Linked DNA regions of Mus musculus: region 2 is linked to region 1. The links are chromatin contacts, called in public targeted proximity ligation maps. All regions are on one chromosome and are shown on one strand. The core of a region is the stretch at or near the end of the contact, and the rest is flanking DNA. Distances in the headings are between cores, read along the strand shown. Region 1 overlaps Gm41832 (a long non-coding RNA gene). Region 2 has its middle 12 kb from the start of Gm26046.

The links.
Region 2: a targeted proximity ligation map of fibro-adipogenic progenitors shows a contact between it and region 1, with 2.7 times the contacts expected there. A contact is called at or near these places in 5 of 39 promoter capture datasets (the 3T3-L1 cell line, embryonic stem cells, hippocampal neurons and 2 more), 2 of 484 Hi-C or Micro-C datasets (nephron progenitors and uterus) and 2 of 130 datasets of targeted methods (CD8 T cells and fibro-adipogenic progenitors).

The regions. Positions count from the first base shown.
Region 1 is chr19:29,890,755-29,893,513 of GRCm38.p6, forward strand. All of the region lies in intron 2 of Gm41832 (a long non-coding RNA gene), which reads right to left. Among named protein-coding and RNA genes, the nearest start is that of Gm36209, 15 kb to the left of the region's middle.
Region 2 is chr19:29,972,277-29,975,035 of GRCm38.p6, forward strand. No RefSeq gene overlaps it. Among named protein-coding and RNA genes, the nearest start is that of Gm26046, 12 kb to the right of the region's middle.

The sequences.
Region 1 (2,759 bases), core at 182-2,681:
CATTTCTTGAAGGCATTTCATGTCAATTTCTATGTGTGATAGACATTTAAATACACTACATGCTTTTAAAAACTAATTAAAAGAACATAGTACTAAATTCTACCCTCACCCTCAAGGATGTTCTATGAAAGCATCCTTAAAATCTCCATTCAGGAGTCCATAAGATGGCAGTTGCTGTGAACTTTGACAACTGGAGTCTGAGCCCAGGATCTACACTGTTGAAGCAGAAGATAGTCTCCTGCAAGATGTCCTCTGACTTCTACATGTGAAGCAGTGTACACACATCTAGAAAATAAAACTTAAAGATTTTTAAAAGTAAAATAAAGTATCTGAATACTAAAAGATTTTTGTTGGGGGACTGAGTCTTAAACGAGACGGGGTTTCACTGTGTGACTCTGGGTGTCCTGGAACTCACTCTATGCCAGGCTGGCCTCAAACTCACATGAACTGCCTGCCTTGCCTCCCAGAGATCCTCATGTCTCTGCCTTTGCCTTGCGCATGCTGGGATGAAAGGCACGCACCACAAAAGACTGGCTTCTATCATTCTTTCTTTTTCCTATTTCCCATATTAAAAAGAGATCTATCACTGCTTTCTGGGAGTGGTTGTCTTTTTGTGATCTTTAGAGAAATCATTTTCAAGGCCTATTTATGACCTCATTATTTTTGAAATTGGAGGTTTTTAAAAGTTCTGTTCTGAGCTAGATAAGCTCAGGGCTAGTCTGCAAAGTGATTACTTGGGACAATAGCTGAGTCTCACCCAAACATGGGAATACACAATGGCCTTGCATATAGGTGGGTTAACCATGAAAGTTAGTGGAAGGGAATTCCCCTGGGACAGGTTTCTTCACTAGGCCCAAAAGAATAGCATAGTCAGGTATCTACTAAGAGCCCCTGGTGGTGGGGTTAACAGTAGACTAGCATTGCATCAGAGCATTCACCTGGCTCCATTTTAAGTGGTAAACGAGGTCTGGTCCCTGCCATCTTTTGATATATACATTCCTTTTGTTTTGTGTCACTGTAACTTGGCGGATGTGCCCGCCTGGCTTTTCTTGTTTTTCTTCTGTATAAAAAAGTCCGGTGTTCATTTGGACATTAAATTCAGAACAACAACAACCAAAAAGTTCTGTTCTAATAAGAATACAGCTGGCTCAAGAGGGTGAAAGCGAGTGACTCTCTGCAAATTAGCTGTCCATACTGTTGGGCGAGGAAGGAATTTATTAAAACAACAAACAAACAAACACAAACAACAGAAAGAAAAGGAAAGCCGAAAGAAGAGGAAAGCCAAGAGAAAAACAAAAGATTTGAGTGAGAAGAAAGGCTCTTGGTTGTAGAAAAGTCTCAAGAAAGAATTTCCTTCCAGTATGATGAGCCACACGTACTCTTTGCCAGGAGGACAGATTCGAAGCCTAGGGAGGAACAGTGAGATCACTCTGCTAGGAGCTCCAGCAGCTGCTAAGGGAGGGGACTGCTCCAAAACCTCCAGGGTGGTCATGCTGCCGGTCATGACACTTTAGACAAACCACAGAAGGATCTAGAGTTGAAGCATTTTATGACAAATTGAGAGAAACCTTTATATTCAGTCCTGAGGAGAGAAACCAATTATGCCCAACAGTTACAGTGTGTTTTTTGAGTTCTAAGCCGCAAGCATCCCGTGAAATGGGCCTCATGACCATTTTGGCTTTATGTGCAGGGGGATGAAGGAACAGGTATCTACCTCACACAGAGTCATGCTGTATGGAGGTGGCTGAGGTGAGCTTCAGAGTCTATCTTTGATCATCAAGCTTATTTCCCTGAATAAGGACTAGATAGATTAGGGTTGGTTTTAAGTGGGGATAAGAAGGCTACATTATTAAAAGGCAAATGTTGAGACATTGGGTTTGGTACCATAAGAGCATACTTTCTAAACCAAAACATCTGGTTTTGAAATCACCCCTTGGCTGCTCATGATCCACAGCGTGAGGCCAGTTCATTTTCTCTGTCTTTTCTCTTCTCCCTTCCCTCAGCGTTGACTTTAGATAGTGCCACTAGAACCAACCACAAAAGATTCAAATGCGCAGAGTCAGTCATTTTTTTCTTAAAGTAATGTGAATTAAGGCAGGGCTGGTTTCCTGAACTGTATAGAGACTCCTAGAGGAAAATAATTTTCGGCTCAAAACTCACCTTGCCTTCTGAGTCAACCCTCTGTGGGAACTCGCCTTAACTCGTTTAAGAGCAAACAGAAGCAGCTTCCTTTCTAGGCAGTGGTGTGATTAGCAGGTCGTGTGGTGGAAATGGTCCCGCCATCCAGGTCTAAAAGGGCACTTGCAGAGGGTGTGGTGGTACACACCAGAAATTTCAGCCCATGAAAGCCTGAGCCAGGGGGCTAGCCTGGGGTCTCAAAACAAAAGGACTGCAGCTAGAGTCTCTCTCTCTCTCTCTCTCTCTCTCTCTCTCTCTCTCTCTCTCTCTCTTTCTCTCTCTCTCTTTGCTCAAAATATGTTCCTTGGAAAGAAATTATTATTACAAAAAGCAATGCAATTTACCAGGGAAAAGGCTACACAGATCTCAGGCAAATCAAAGTCAGGCAGAAGGTATGGCACAGAATCCAGAGCTCTCTGGCTGTGCCAGGGAAAGGGTGGCACCGGCTCTTTTCTACCCTCTGGCTGTCCTGACTTTGCTTTTTTTTTTTTCTCCATAGATAATCAACCTGTGTGTTGGGAGACAGCTTAAAAGAAGAGGGGGAGGAGGGAGAAAGAAAGAGGGGGGAGAAAGAAAGAAAG
Region 2 (2,759 bases), core at 70-2,569, 81 kb after region 1:
CCCAAAATACCACCATGAAAGGGATTGAGATGGGCATGAAATCCCACTACTAGCAGAGAAACTATTGGCATCTGATGCTTGCTGGGATAAGGAGAGTCAGTTTTCTTAAATGGTGTGACCACAGTAGGTTGACCACATCCTAGGGCAGGTCCCACTCCCAAGAGGAGTTATGTAATACAAACTGGCCTGGGAAATTTCAAAGAAAAAAAAAAACCAAAACAAAAAACACAAAGGAAAACTTGAAATGAGATGTAAGAATGGGTCTAGGAAGAGTTGGGGGATGACCACATAAGACCAAAGTACGTTGTTAGAAACTCTCAAACAACTAAAAAATGTGATTCTTTAAAAGGGACCGAGTGCCATGGGAATGATTCTCAGATTTCTGACTTGCACATCTGGATGGCCAAAAGCATAGTTCTGAGAATGGGAAAGAACGGACTCGTTGATGGAAGAGCCCCAGTTTGGATGAGCTGCGATAGAAAGACCTGGCATACTCACCTCTGGTCTCAGACAAGTTCCTCTATAGAGGATGCTGGAGCTCGGAGATGTCATTCACAGAGACATTGTGGATCGGCTGCTACCTAACCCATTTCTAGTGTCAGACTCACCTCCTCACTGTCCCTTCCAGACAATCATCATGAGCTCGTGGCTTACACTCGGAACAAGGACTTGGCAGTGTAAATGGCTCATTAAGAGACACTTGTAAAGCAACTTTTGATAAATGAAACAACTCAGATCCCAGAAGCCCCTCCTAAGGTCACCGTGCACCTTCCATGGAAGAGGCTAGAAGTGACATGGGCATTCAAATATTCTTGAAACTCTGCAAGGCAGCTCTACTATTTTGTCTCATCTACAAGTAGAGGAGCCAAAGCACAACATTTTAAGCATTTCTCAAGACTACGTAGCATTAGAATTTGGCTAGTTAGCAACACCAGCACTAGAGACCAGATGTGTCTGACCCCTCTAACCCTCTCACTATTTGCTTTGGGATTATTGTTTTTGCATAATAAGATAATCTAAGAAGTTAACAATGTTTTCTTGCCCTAGAATATGAACCGAGTCTCTTCTTTCCCAAGAGGTCCTTCTCCTCTTCCTCCTTCCATCTTTTCTGTTCCAGAGAGATGCAGAGAGACGGGATTCAATTCTTAAACCGGATTGTTGCTTTGATTGAGAGCACATTTGGTATTCTTGTAAGTGGGCTTCGTGGGGTAAACAGACTCCTTGGCATGGTGGCCTTCATGGAGAAAGCCACTCTCATGCACTGAGAGGGAGGGGACAATTTCCTCAGGCAGCTGCTGTTCTCATCAGTGGTTGTCACTGCCTCAGCTCAGAGGAAAGGGTAGCTCCCAAGCATTAGCTCACTACTATTGCAAAAGGAACTGACCACACCCTCCCATGGCTCGTCTGGCTCGCTTTATTAGGGTGTAAGGTTTTAAAATGAAGACAAAGTCAGTGTGCAAGTCAAAGACCAACAAACTTGTTTCAAATTGGACATGAAACTGTTCTTAAAGTGTTTTCTTGTATACTCCACTCTTGACTTTCTCAAGTCAGAGTTTCGAATCAGCAAATGGTCTCTCTTTTACAGCCATTCTCCCTACTGTTATGGTTTGTTTTGTTCATTTGTTTTGTTTTGTTTGTTTGTTTGTTTGTTTGTAGACCAGGTCCCACTACGTTACTTTCTCTATGTAGACCAGGTTGGCCTGGAACCCACAGCCTTTGTCTGGCCCCCAAGTTCAGGGATTATATTCACCACACCTGGCTTAGAAATTATTTTGAAAATGGAGGCAGAAAGAAGGGACATGATGAAGTACGTTGCTTGGGTTTAAAAAATCATTTATTCTACATTTTCTGGTTGGACAGTATAGAAGACACTGTTCAGGGACAATATACGTTGTCAGGCCATCCTTCCTCTTTCGCTCATCAACAATGAGACTTACATCTGCTACTAGGTATCCAATCAAGGCTCTGTTTCTTTCCGTTATACACGGCACTGCTCTGAACACTCCCATGCTTTCCTCATGTTCCCCACCAGATATGTGCAAGGGTTTCTCTACAAGTACGTTGTGGCTTAGATGGAAATGCCCTTCACAGCCTCATGCATCTGAATACGGGGTCCCCATCTGGTGTAGTTTGGGGAGGTTGTGGAACCTTTTGGATGTTGGACTTAGTTGCTGGCATACGAACATAAAGGTGGGGTTACATTCTTGCTGAACACTCTGCTTCCTGGCTGCTACCATGTAACTAGCCACCGCATGCTTCAACTGTCCCAGCCCTGTGCCATGTCTTCTTGTCATGATGGATGAGTGTAGAGGGAACCAAGATAAAAGTCTTTCTCCCTGATTTTGCTCCTGTCAGGTGCTCGGTCACAGGAGCCAAAAGAGTGGGACTGTAGTCTCCTCAGGGAGAAGAGTGTTTATGCTACAATGTTTTCGGAAGTGGTTACACCACCTTATGCTCCCATGTGTAACATATGCATTCTTTTTCACTTCATGTCTTACCCATACTTTATTGTTAAACTACAAACTTTTTGAGGTTTCATTGGTTGGGTGTCATTCTTTGAATAGGTAATCTTCATAGCCAATAGACTGGGTTCCAAACTTTGTGCTTTTTCAATAGGTATCTTATCTATTCCTAATGTTCTGCATTTCCACATGAATTTTTAAATGGATAACTGTGTTTAAATACACAGTCTACATTTTCCTCATAATTGCATGGAATCCGAAGGGTAATTGGAGAAAGTGAAATCTTGACAGGAATGC